2 separate regions of the Oryctolagus cuniculus genome follow, and region 2 is linked to region 1. Evidence: chromatin contacts called from public Micro-C data. All regions are on one chromosome and are shown on one strand. Each heading gives the region's core, a stretch centred on a gene start, on an enhancer-like site or on the middle of the called end of the contact. The rest is flanking DNA. Distances are from core to core; before and after follow the strand shown. Region 1 overlaps COL4A2 (collagen type IV alpha 2 chain). Region 2 overlaps COL4A1 (collagen type IV alpha 1 chain).

What was found. A called contact is a pair of places that touch in the nucleus more often than the background predicts.
Region 2: a Micro-C map of ear pinna shows a contact between it and region 1, with 8 times the contacts expected there. The contact joins two enhancer-like sites. A contact is called at or near these places in 3 of 6 Hi-C or Micro-C datasets (ear pinna, psoas muscle and an unstated tissue).

Annotation. Positions count from the first base shown.
Region 1 is chr9:2,553,537-2,558,733 of mOryCun1.1, reverse strand. The region is part of intron 4 of COL4A2 (collagen type IV alpha 2 chain); the gene reads left to right. Among named protein-coding and RNA genes, the nearest start is that of COL4A2, 78 kb to the left of the region's middle. Within about 2 kb of position 2,498, at least 5 of the 8 cell types and tissues checked have an H3K27ac peak or open chromatin away from gene starts, as enhancers often do.
Region 2 is chr9:2,700,581-2,705,777 of mOryCun1.1, reverse strand. The region is part of intron 2 of COL4A1 (collagen type IV alpha 1 chain); the gene reads right to left. Among named protein-coding and RNA genes, the nearest start is that of COL4A1, 69 kb to the right of the region's middle. Within about 2 kb of position 3,042, at least 2 of the 8 cell types and tissues checked have an H3K27ac peak or open chromatin away from gene starts, as enhancers often do.

The DNA of each region.
Region 1 (5,197 bases), core at 1,249-3,748:
CGTCGCCGAGGGGCGGAGGGCTGCAGGCCTCGGCACGCATCCGAGGGTGCTGCTCCTGGACGACACCTGGCTGGTGGAGGCCGCTCTGTTTGAGTCGCTCGTTCACTCAGCCTCCGGACTCGGCGTCTTCAGAGATGGACCAGGTGGACGCGAGCTGGCGAATGCGTGCTGCCCCGGGGGCGCAGGAGGGGATGCAGGTGGATCCGCAGCCGTGTCAGGGAGCTGGACTCGAAGTCAGCGACACGTGGCCGGTTCCCTGGAAACGCACAGGAGCCAGGAGAGGCAGGCGCGGTGTGGTCCACAAGAGAGGACCCCGCGCAGTGCCGGCTGTGCGTGCAGTCTGCTCTTCTCAAGACGGATTTGAAAGACTGACAGAGGGACACACACACACACACACACACACACACACATACCCCTTCCGTCTGCACTCCTCAAATGCCTGCATCAGCCAGGGCTGGGCCAGGCCACAGCCAGAAGCATCGGGGAGCAGGGACCTAAGTACTTGAGTCGTCACCTGCGGCTTTCCCTGGGGCACCAGCAGGGAGCTGCACTGGGAGCCGAGCAGCCGGGGTTTACCCGTCGCTCCGATGTGGGGCGCGGGCGGCAGCCAACCCCAGCTGCCTGCCCTTGGAGACGCCGCAGCATAGGCAGGAGCCCATCCGCGGATCAGCAGAGACGGGCGTTCTGCGGTCAGCTGTTTGCGCGTGGGCACCTCGGCTTGCACGAGCTGCTCCATCCGATACGGTAAACCCCAGGCCGCCGTGGAGCCCACGCCGAGCAGAGCCTGCCTTCCTGGGGGTGGACTTCTACGGCGACTGTCATTGGCTGCGAAAGGCAGGCGTGAGTGCCTCGGTCTGGGGTGGGGTTTGTGTGTTTGTTTACAAGCCAGGACGCTTTCCCTGCGTAGCGTTAGAAGCTAAGTCCTAGTAGAGTCCACCTGTATTTCCTCGTATGTAGGATTCTTGATGTAGTTTCCACTCCTTCTAAATTTAAGAAGCGTGTATGCATGTGTGTGTACTGTGTGTGAGTCCTTGGCAGTGTGTGTGCACATGTGTGTGCGTGTGTCCTTGGCAGTGTGTGTGCACATGTGTGTGCATGTGTCCTTGGCAGTGTGTGTGCACACATGTGTGTGTCCTTGGCAGTGTGTGTGCACACGTGTGCATCCTTTGCAGTGTGTGTGTCCTCTGCAGTGTGTGTGCACACGTGTGTGTGTATCCTTGGCAGTGTGTGTGCACGCATGTGTGCATGTGCCCTCTGCGATGTGTGTGCACACGTGTGTGTGTCCTCTGCAGAGTGTGTGCAGGTGCAGCTGCAGCTGTGCTGACCCCCTGCTGGCCAGGGAGCGTGAGCACAGCGAGTCTCCCGGGCGAGTCTTGCTGGTGGCAAGGTCACCACGGAGCAGTGTCCTGGTCACTCTTGGCTTTGCAAAGGGCCCGGCTGGGCTTCCTGCTGCCGGGGCTGGGCGGGGAGAAGCCTCGACAGGCTGATCCTTCAGGACCCCAGTGTCCACACAGCCAGGGCGACAGCTCGTGGGGAAGCTGAGGCCGCGGAGTCCCCGCCCTATCGGCAGGTGGAGATGGAGGGCGGGGCTAATTTCAGCCCTGTCTGGCTTCTTTTGCAATTAAACCAGCTGGCGGGGGGACCCCTGCAGCCAGTGCCAGGCCCAGCCACAGACGGGTGGGGAGTAGGGTGATTGGCCACTGGGGGAAAGCGAGCCAGGAGAGACCGCAGACTCCAGTGCACCCGAAAAAGGAAGACAGGCCGCATAGGCAAAGCTGGGGAGCTGCGGACCAACCCGGCGAGGCCTGGGGGTGCGGGTCCAGCCAGCAGCACGGCGGCCGGAGGAGAGGGGTGGCCGCATGGAGCCCGAGGCGGGGGAGGGACTTTGAGTTCCACTGGGTGGTGAGCAGAGCGACCCTAACATGTTCCGTTCTGCAGTGAGACTATGTCTGATGGCAGGCTTTCAATGCGGGGTCCATGGGCAGGGGGGCCATCAGGGGTGTGGTCAGCAACTCCAGAGGCAGGAGGGGGCTGGGCAGTATGGGTGCTGCCCAGGGGTGCTGTAGGCCTAGGGGGCCCTCAGCATGGGGGTCACACCCGGGGGACTCTGCACGAGGACCTATGTCCCTCGCACCAGCTGGCAGCAGTTCAGTTTGGGAGCAGAGGACAGAAGGGGCCGTGGGTGTCTGGGTTCCTTCCGAACCCGGAAAAGCTCACAGCAGTGATGAAGGAGCAAGACGACCCCTCACAGCCCACCCACGACTTCCCGGCTGCCAATGAGCTGCTTTGCAAGGTGGCTGTCCCCAGACCCAGGCAGTCCCAAGTCCAGCCAGGCCCACGCTCACGCAGTCCACAGGGGCTCCCCGCTCCCTCACCAAGCCCCCCTTTCTCCCTCTCACGGGGCACAGTGGGCCTGGCTCGGCCAGGTCCCCCTGTCCCTCCCAGGTCATCAGTGCAGACGGCCACTTGCGTAGCAGATGCCACTAGGGTTGTCCTGAGAACAGCCCGGCTGAGTCACTCTCCTGGAATGGACGTGAATGTCATCCGGTTTCCTGCCACCCGGGACCAAGGCTTCGCGTCTGCCCAAACGAGCCGCCCGTTATCTTTCCACAGACCCAAAAAAGATCCGTTTCTCAGGGTTTGTTGTCCTTTGTTTAATTGCGGATGTGTGTCCAGTGTTTGTCCAAGTCACCGCTCTAAGACGAGACTCCTGGGAGAGAAGTCAGGATGGCCAGACAGCCGCTCAGTGTCCAGCACGACCAGGGCAGGAGACGGGCGGGGTCCCTGGCGTGGGCAGTGAGCCGTGCCACCTGCCAGCTCCTCGGGGCTCGTGGTGCCCGGGCAGGAACTGTCCCTGAGCTGCGGACTCTCGGGTCCCCGGGGGTCTCCCAGCGCTGTCACAGACTGCTCCAGGATCTGCACAGCTCGCCTGCCACTGTGGCTTAGTCCCCTTATGGCTCGAGCCAGGCAGCACTCCGACTGGCTGTCTCTGTGATAGGGCCAGGCCACCCACTGTCCTGTTTTGTTTTAATTTTATTTATTTGAAAGGCAGAGTTAGAGAGAGAGAGAGAGAGAGAGAGAGAGAGAGAGAGAGAGAGAGAGGTCTTCCATCCTCTAGTTCAGTCCCCAAATGGCCACAACACCCAGGGCTGGGCCAAGCCAGAACCAGGAGCTTCATCTGGGTCTCCTGTGTAGGTGCAGGGGCCCAAGGACTTGGGCCATCTTCTACTGCTTTCCCAGGCCACAGCAGAGAGCTGGATGGGAAGAGGAGCAGCCGGGACTCGAACCGGCGCCCATATGGGATGCTGGCACTGCAGGCGGCAGCTCAATCCGCTGCACTGCTGCAGAGGGCCAGGGCTGTGTCCAGAAGGAGGCCAAAGGGGAGGGAGCTAGGACACAAGTTAGTAGGGGTTAGTTCAGCCACCCTGTGGCGGGAAGCTGGGTCTGGAATTCTGCAGTCCAGATGCAAGAGCACTCCCCAGGGGAGGCTAGCACCCATGACCAGCGAGGAGGCTGCCCTCTGTCCCCGGAGGTGAGTCACTGTGACCCAGAAGGACCTCGGGTCCAGTCTTTCCAGCACCAGCACTCCAGGCCCCGGGAGCGGTTCCTGCTCTGTAAGGCGCCACCGACTGCCACCTAGTGTCCACCGCTGGGACCACACCGCGTTCCTGCCACCCGGGGGCCTCAGAGGCTCTGAGAAGGCGTCCCTTGTGGGTAGAAATCTGGTTCTGACGCACACACATTCAGCGGGCCCTGGGAGAGCTTCTCCAAGGACCCGCTGGGCGGGCTCAGCCTCTGCCCTCGACTGTGCGTGGTCCTGGCGTTTCTGCAGCCTGGCCGTGTTCTCCAGCCGCGGTGTCGCAGGTGGCGTCTCTCATCCCACCAGATGCCCTCCTCTCCCTCTCCCTCTCCCTCTCCCTCTCCCCTCCTCCCTCTCCCTCTCCCTCTCCCTCTCCCTCTCCCTCTCCCTCTCCCTCTCCCTCTCCCTCTCCCTCTCCCTCTCCCTCTCCCTCTCCCTCTCCCTCTCCCTCTCCCTCTCCCTCTCCCTCTCCCTCTCCCTCTCCCTCTCCCTCTCCCTCTCCCTCTCCCTCTCCCTCTCCCTCTCCCTCTCCCTCTCCCTCTCCCTCTCCCTCTCCCTCTCCCTCTCCCTCTCCCTCTCCCTCTCCCTCTCTCCCTCTCCCTCTCCCTCTCCCTCTCCCTCTCCCTCTCCCTCTCCCTCTCCCTCTCCCTCTCCCTCTCCCTCTCCCTCTCCCTCTCCCTCTCCCTCTCCCTCTCCCTCTCCCTCTCCCTCTCCCTCTCCCTCTCCCTCTCCCTCTCCCTCTCCCTCTCCCTCTCCCTCTCCCTCTCCCTCTCCCTCTCCCTCTCCCTCTCCCTCTCCCTCTCCCTCTCCCTCTCCCTCTCCCTCTCCCTCTCCCTCTCCCTCTCCCTCTCCCTCTCCCTCTCCCTCTCCCTCGTAACTCAGATAAGACCAGATCACCCAGCAGAGCAGCAGGCTGGCCCCTGGCTCAGAGGAGAGCCCAGCCGGGAGTGAGGTGCTTTCTGATGTATTGAGACGACTTAGAGTTGAACCGGCGGCTGGCGGGGGTTGGGGGGTGGGAATGGGGACAGTGCCACCCCCACGCCGTGGCCTCGTGAAGCTGTCTCAAGGATGCTTCTAAGCCCCAGAGTCCTAGTGGCCAGAGAGTTAGCCGGGTATCTGGGAGTGGGAATTCACTCGCTGGGCAGACAATCTGTGGGGCGAGCTCTGTCTCTCAGGTGCTGTAAGGGACGCGGGGACAGAGGCCCAAATGAGGCATGGTCCGTGTGAAATGAAGTGCAGTGTGCGTGTGCACAAAGCCACGTGTTGTTGTAGAAGCAGGCAGGGGTGCGCCTAATCTGGTCGTGGGGTCAGGAAGACCTCCCCGGAGACACTGTGCCTGCGTCACATCCTCTACTGCCCCCTAGAGGCATGGGCCCCTTAGGATCAGCATGTGCAAATGTCCTAGGGTCTGCGAGAGACCGGCCCAATCACCAGGAGCTCGGTTAGACTGGAACAAACCACAGCGGTGTGGACAAGGGGCCTTCAGGGCTGAGTGGCCCTGCTGGGAACCCCTGGGGAACACAGGGCTGCCCCAGAGCTGCGGGAAGATGGGTGGGCGGGGGCCGAGGCCCTGGGCATTTGTGTCACCTGTGTGAGATGCGTGCCCTCAGAGGCGGA
Region 2 (5,197 bases), core at 1,793-4,292, 150 kb before region 1:
CCCCGCTCCCGTGGAACAACGGGGAATAAGAAATGTTCTTTGTGAATTGTGAACATCGTCCAGGGAACAAAACACACGGCAATACCACAAGGGCTGTGAAACACACTCCAAGCGGAGAGAATCCCCAGGCAGAACTGGAGGGATTCTGAACCTCAAGGATGAAGATCAGAAGGAAGGAGTGGAGGCAGGGGCACCGAAACACAGGCCGAGGGCAGCCGGCGGGGCTGAGGCGGGAGGGCCGGGCCCCGTGGGCTCAGCCGACTGACAAGAAACACAACACAATGGGAAGAACACGTGGAGGCAGGAGCCCTGCTGGTGAATGTTAACTTAAAAAAAAAAAAAAAAAAAAAAAAAAACACCCTTAACCCTGGCAAAAAAGCAAGAAAATCTGTTTCTTGATGGTATGTGGGCTCCAAGGCAGTGTCACCGCACCAGCTGGCAGGATTAGGTGAGCAGTGTCGGCTGATCTGAAAGACAAGGCACGTTGGAGACGGCAGGCAGGATTACCAGTGTTCTGGACTTTTCTCAAAGTCCTCTGAGTTCAAAGCAAAGATAAAGCGACAAGTTATAGGCTGCGTAATGTAAACAGCACCTCCGGTCGCACGTTCCCAGGACTGGCTTGGAAGTTTTCTCCATCACGTCACTGAGCTGCAGCCAGAACGCGTTCCCCAAGTCACGCTCTGCCAAGACCACTGGGCCTGTCCCGGCCCCAGCAGGCGAGCTCCAGCCTGGGCACTCTCATAAATGAGGACGGGGCCATGATCCTGGGACTCCACGCCACCAAGCCACCATGGCGCTGTCCGTTTCATTGGTAATCTAGACACAGCCTTTGAGTCAACATGAGAGACAGCGTTTCAAACCCTAGAGAGGAGAGGGTAAAATAATGGATGGATTAAGGAAGGCTCCGCCCCGCAGCGTAGCAGCCCGGGCATCCACAGGGCTCAGCAGAGCAGGTGCAAACGCCCGGAGGCCCTTGGCGCAGGAGGGGATGGGGAATGCTGGCTCCTTCTCCCTGAGGCCTTGGGACAGACAGCTGGGAAAGAAACGCGTTCCCACACTAAGACCTGTTCAGAGGAAGAACTACTTCAACACATCCATCCATCGCCTGCATTAACATCAAGAAGATAGCTACAGGAAGCATCGGCAATAGACGGCTCTGGCGCCCGCAGCCAACAAATGGGGGCAGTTACTTTTCAGAGGTAGGAAAACGCCACTCAAAATAAAATAACACCACCCTGCAAGCAGCAGGCAAAAAGAAAGAAAGAAAAACCGAGCGGTGCACGTGCGGCGACCCAACGTCGAGTCGGAGGGAAGGGGGAAAGACACACCACGCCAATCGGTGCTTTCTGTTCCATGGGGCGGGGTATTTTTAGAACTTCATTATTATTGGCAGCATCTCGTTGAGACCAGCAAAGATAAGATTTTATAATTCTTTTAATCGTGGAATGCACTGAGGACCCGAGCCAGAGGAACTGCTTTCTCCCAGTTTCTCACTGAGTCAGCACCGGGCCAGAAATAGAAATGAGCTCAGCCTGCAGCCGGCCCACTGTTTCTGGGTCACTGGAGCAAGCAGGTTCCCAGAAGAATGTGGAGAATTCCCCGCAGTGATGTCAGCCGAGGCACCAGCCCTTTTATGTCCATTTCACAGATGGGGAAGTCAAGATGCCGGTGGCTCGCTGGCAGCCCTTGGGAACAGCAGGCAGACCTCTGAATTCCCAGTGCTTGCTTCCATTGCAAAAACACATTCTTTCCCAAACGTCACCACAGCACTTAAGCAATCCGCACGGCCCGGGCGTTTGGAACTGAAGGGCTACCAAGGAAGTGACCCCTTCACTGACACGGCTCTGGCCATCCCCCACATTTTTTAAACTTCCCTAATCTTTTGTCCAGACAAAAGTGCCTATGAATAATCTAACAGCCCACGGCCTGTCCAAGGCTGTTATGGGAACCGGAGCAGAGCAGGCAGACAGGAGAAGCATTCAGAGAGCCACACAGCCAGCAAGCAAAGAGCAAGTGTCGCATGGAGGCCAAACGACTCCTCCAAGCTCCCAGCAAATTTCCACCGGGACCGCGGGAAAAGCCAAGAGCTGGACGTGTTGTCCAGAAGCTACCGGTGCCAGCAGTCTCTGAGCCAGACTCTGCAGCTGCAGCCGGCAGGGCCCTGATGGTGACCACCCTTCTGTGGGAGCTCCAGGACCCCTGAGGGTTCCCAGGAGGAGCCGGGAGGACATGGTGTCCACATGAGTCACGCCAGGCAAAGCTGGAAGGCACAGCCACTGCTGGCCACGGCCACGCCAGCACGGAAGGCAGCAATACGAGGTGAACACTGTAAAACATACACGAAGAGTTTTGGTGCCAACGCCTCTGGACATCCTTCTTGAGCATCGGAGCGATGGCTGCGGACAGAAACGAGACTCCACACCAGCAGTGAAAGCGACTGCTGCTGGGCCCTCCACGATGAAGTCCGAACACGGGGAGGAAGAACAAAAGGCCACTGTTCATTCATATGAGAGCGCACAGCACCGAGAGTAATGGCGGCGTCCAAATCGGCCCTTTCAAATGGGGCAGGAGACAGAACTGCACGCACGGAGCAGCTGCAGGTTCTGCTAATTGTCTGAATCAAGCATACAGCTTTCATAAAAAGCCATAAACAGGGGAAGAAATGGCTCTTTCATAAGACCCAGTTGTTTCTTCCCTCTTCTAACATCTGTGCCCACAAGCCCATGCTGCAGGAAGTCCAATGTCACGTGTCCAAGTCAAAAATCAAACACAGACAAAGCTCCCATCCCTGGAGGACAACACAATGACCACCAGCAAAAACGGGGCTGACCCCAGAATCCACACAGAGCCGGCGGCCGTCACGGACCCTCGGACCGGCCGGCACGCTGGGCCCATCTCGACGGCCAGCAGGGAAGCCTCAACCCTGAACCGTGTTTCCCAGGGCCACGGATCTATGAGGGCTGAAGCACACATGGAGACGCTGCTGGAGACTGGGGTTGTCCTCCAGGCCCCGCCCAGACTGGCCACGTGGGGACAGCATGTGGCCCACAGCCACGGCAGGAGGCGACTCTCATGAGCTCTATGCTAACTGCTTGCCAAAGGCACTGTGCTGTCCACTCACAGGCCTGGGCACAGGCCTCAGCTGATGGACTGCCCAACAGCAGGGCCAGCAGGCCATGGACGTGTCCTGAAAACCAAGGGACCGGGCAGGTGGGATCCAGGCACCCCTCCCAGTGCAAACACCATGGCCAAGCAGGAAACAGGAGAAGCGCCTCCAGGGACAGGACGGCGTTAGTGTCTCCCAGGCCCCGGGTGCCGACTTCAGGCAAAGCCACAGAGAAGCAGGGGACGGGGTGGGGGTGGGGGGGCGTCTGAAAGCCCTCACATTGGGAGCCAGTGCTCGCTAAGCACGCGGTGATGAGGAAGTGACTTCGGCGCAGGGGTCACAGTCAGTGGGTGACTGCAAAACCGGGCCAAAAATTCCACAAATCCAATTCCTGGATCCCGGCCACCATCGGACATCTGCAGGGCCACCTCCTGCATGCCGGAGCTGCTGGGAAAGGGGTGGGCAGCTGCGGCCCGGGTCAGGGGTCATGGAAGAGCTCCATGGCGGGGGGGTGGGGGTGGGGGTGCTGGGAGCTGCCTGCAGCCCAGATTTGCCATCACAGCAGAGGCTGCAGGGGCGGGGGGGGGGGTGCTGCTGGCCCCCCCTCCTGGGAGGAGGGCAGGGCTACAAACCCCACGGGACGGACCCTTAGAAGAGCATGGATGTGTTCACGAATACGCTCATTCCTCCCAGCACCGCCACGCACGCTGCAGGCGGGCTCATGAATGCTGGGTGCCGGGGGGCAGGAAGGAGTGCAGCCGGGGGCTTGGGGCCCCAGCCTCGACGTTCCCATGCCCCGGTGCAGCTGCAGGCAGCAGGGTCAGGAGCCCCGGGTGCTGGCCGGAACGCCTGGAGCTCCATAGCGGAGGTCGCCCTGGCCAGGAGCCCTGCAGGGGCCGCATCTGGCAAGGGGACAGAGGAAAGGGAGGCTTCACTCCCAGGAGGAGCACATTCCCACCTTTCAAAGCCAAAGGACCTGAAGAATAGGAAGATGTTAGAATTAATAAGCAAATAAAAGTCCTCCCCCCGGGGGGGGGGGGGGGCTCAGAGCCTGGAAGATGGGCTCTATCTCTAGGCGCCTGGCGGAGCAGCAGACCCCACCCCACCCCCACTTTACAGACCTTGGGGTTTTCCCCTGGACATGGCTGGGCTGGCTGTGACCCATTCCCTCGGCTGCCGAAGCCGACAGGGTCTGTGTGCAGAGCGGGGGACACAGTGCTGGGGGCCCCCGGCACACTCCACAGCTGGGCTGGCTGTGACCCACTCCCTCGGGTGTAGAAGCTGACAGGGTCTGTGTGCAGAGCGGGGGACACAGTGTTGGGGCCCCCGGCACACTCCACAGCTGGGCTGGCTGTGACCCATTCCCTCAGCTGCGGAAGCCGATGGGGTCTGTGTGCAGAGTGGGGGACACAGTGTTGGGGGCCCCCGGCACACTCCACAGCTGGGCTGGCTGTGACCCACTCCCTCGGCTGCTGAAGCCGACGGGGTCTGTGTGCAGAGCGGGGGGCACGGTGCTGGGGGCCCCCGGCACACTCCACAGCTGGACTGGCTGCAGACGAAGCGACGTGGACAGGCCCCTGTGTCCACGGCTTCGCCTGGCCAGCCATGTCCACACTGGCCTTCCTGCCTTAGGATGCTGGGATGGAGAATCCCGACCCCAGTGGCCCCGGCTCCAGGAGCCAGCTCTCCGGCACAAGCTGCAGCTGGGGAGCCCCCGCCGGGAGACAGGGCGGTGTCAGGATCCCGCCCCTCCACCTGCTTGCTCTCAGCCGTTCTCCCACCCAACCACAGCAAGGGCAGCTGCTCAGGCTCGCCCAGCCACAGGCTTGAACTTAGGGGCCAGGATCAGGAGCTCCCCCCACCGCAGCCCCAAGCCCACCTCCTTTTTCTTCCTGTTTCTGCCTCTACCTGTGGGACCCCTGCCCAGACATCTCAGCTCAGTTGGAAACGGGGGTCTCCCCCGAAACAGACACCCACAGCTCCTCGGGCCCTTGTACCTCGCACACCCCCAGAGAATTTCCACTAGCCGTGCCTACCTTGGAGAGGCCGTGAGGGAAACCTCCCAGCCCTAACAGGCACTGCCTGAGGTTC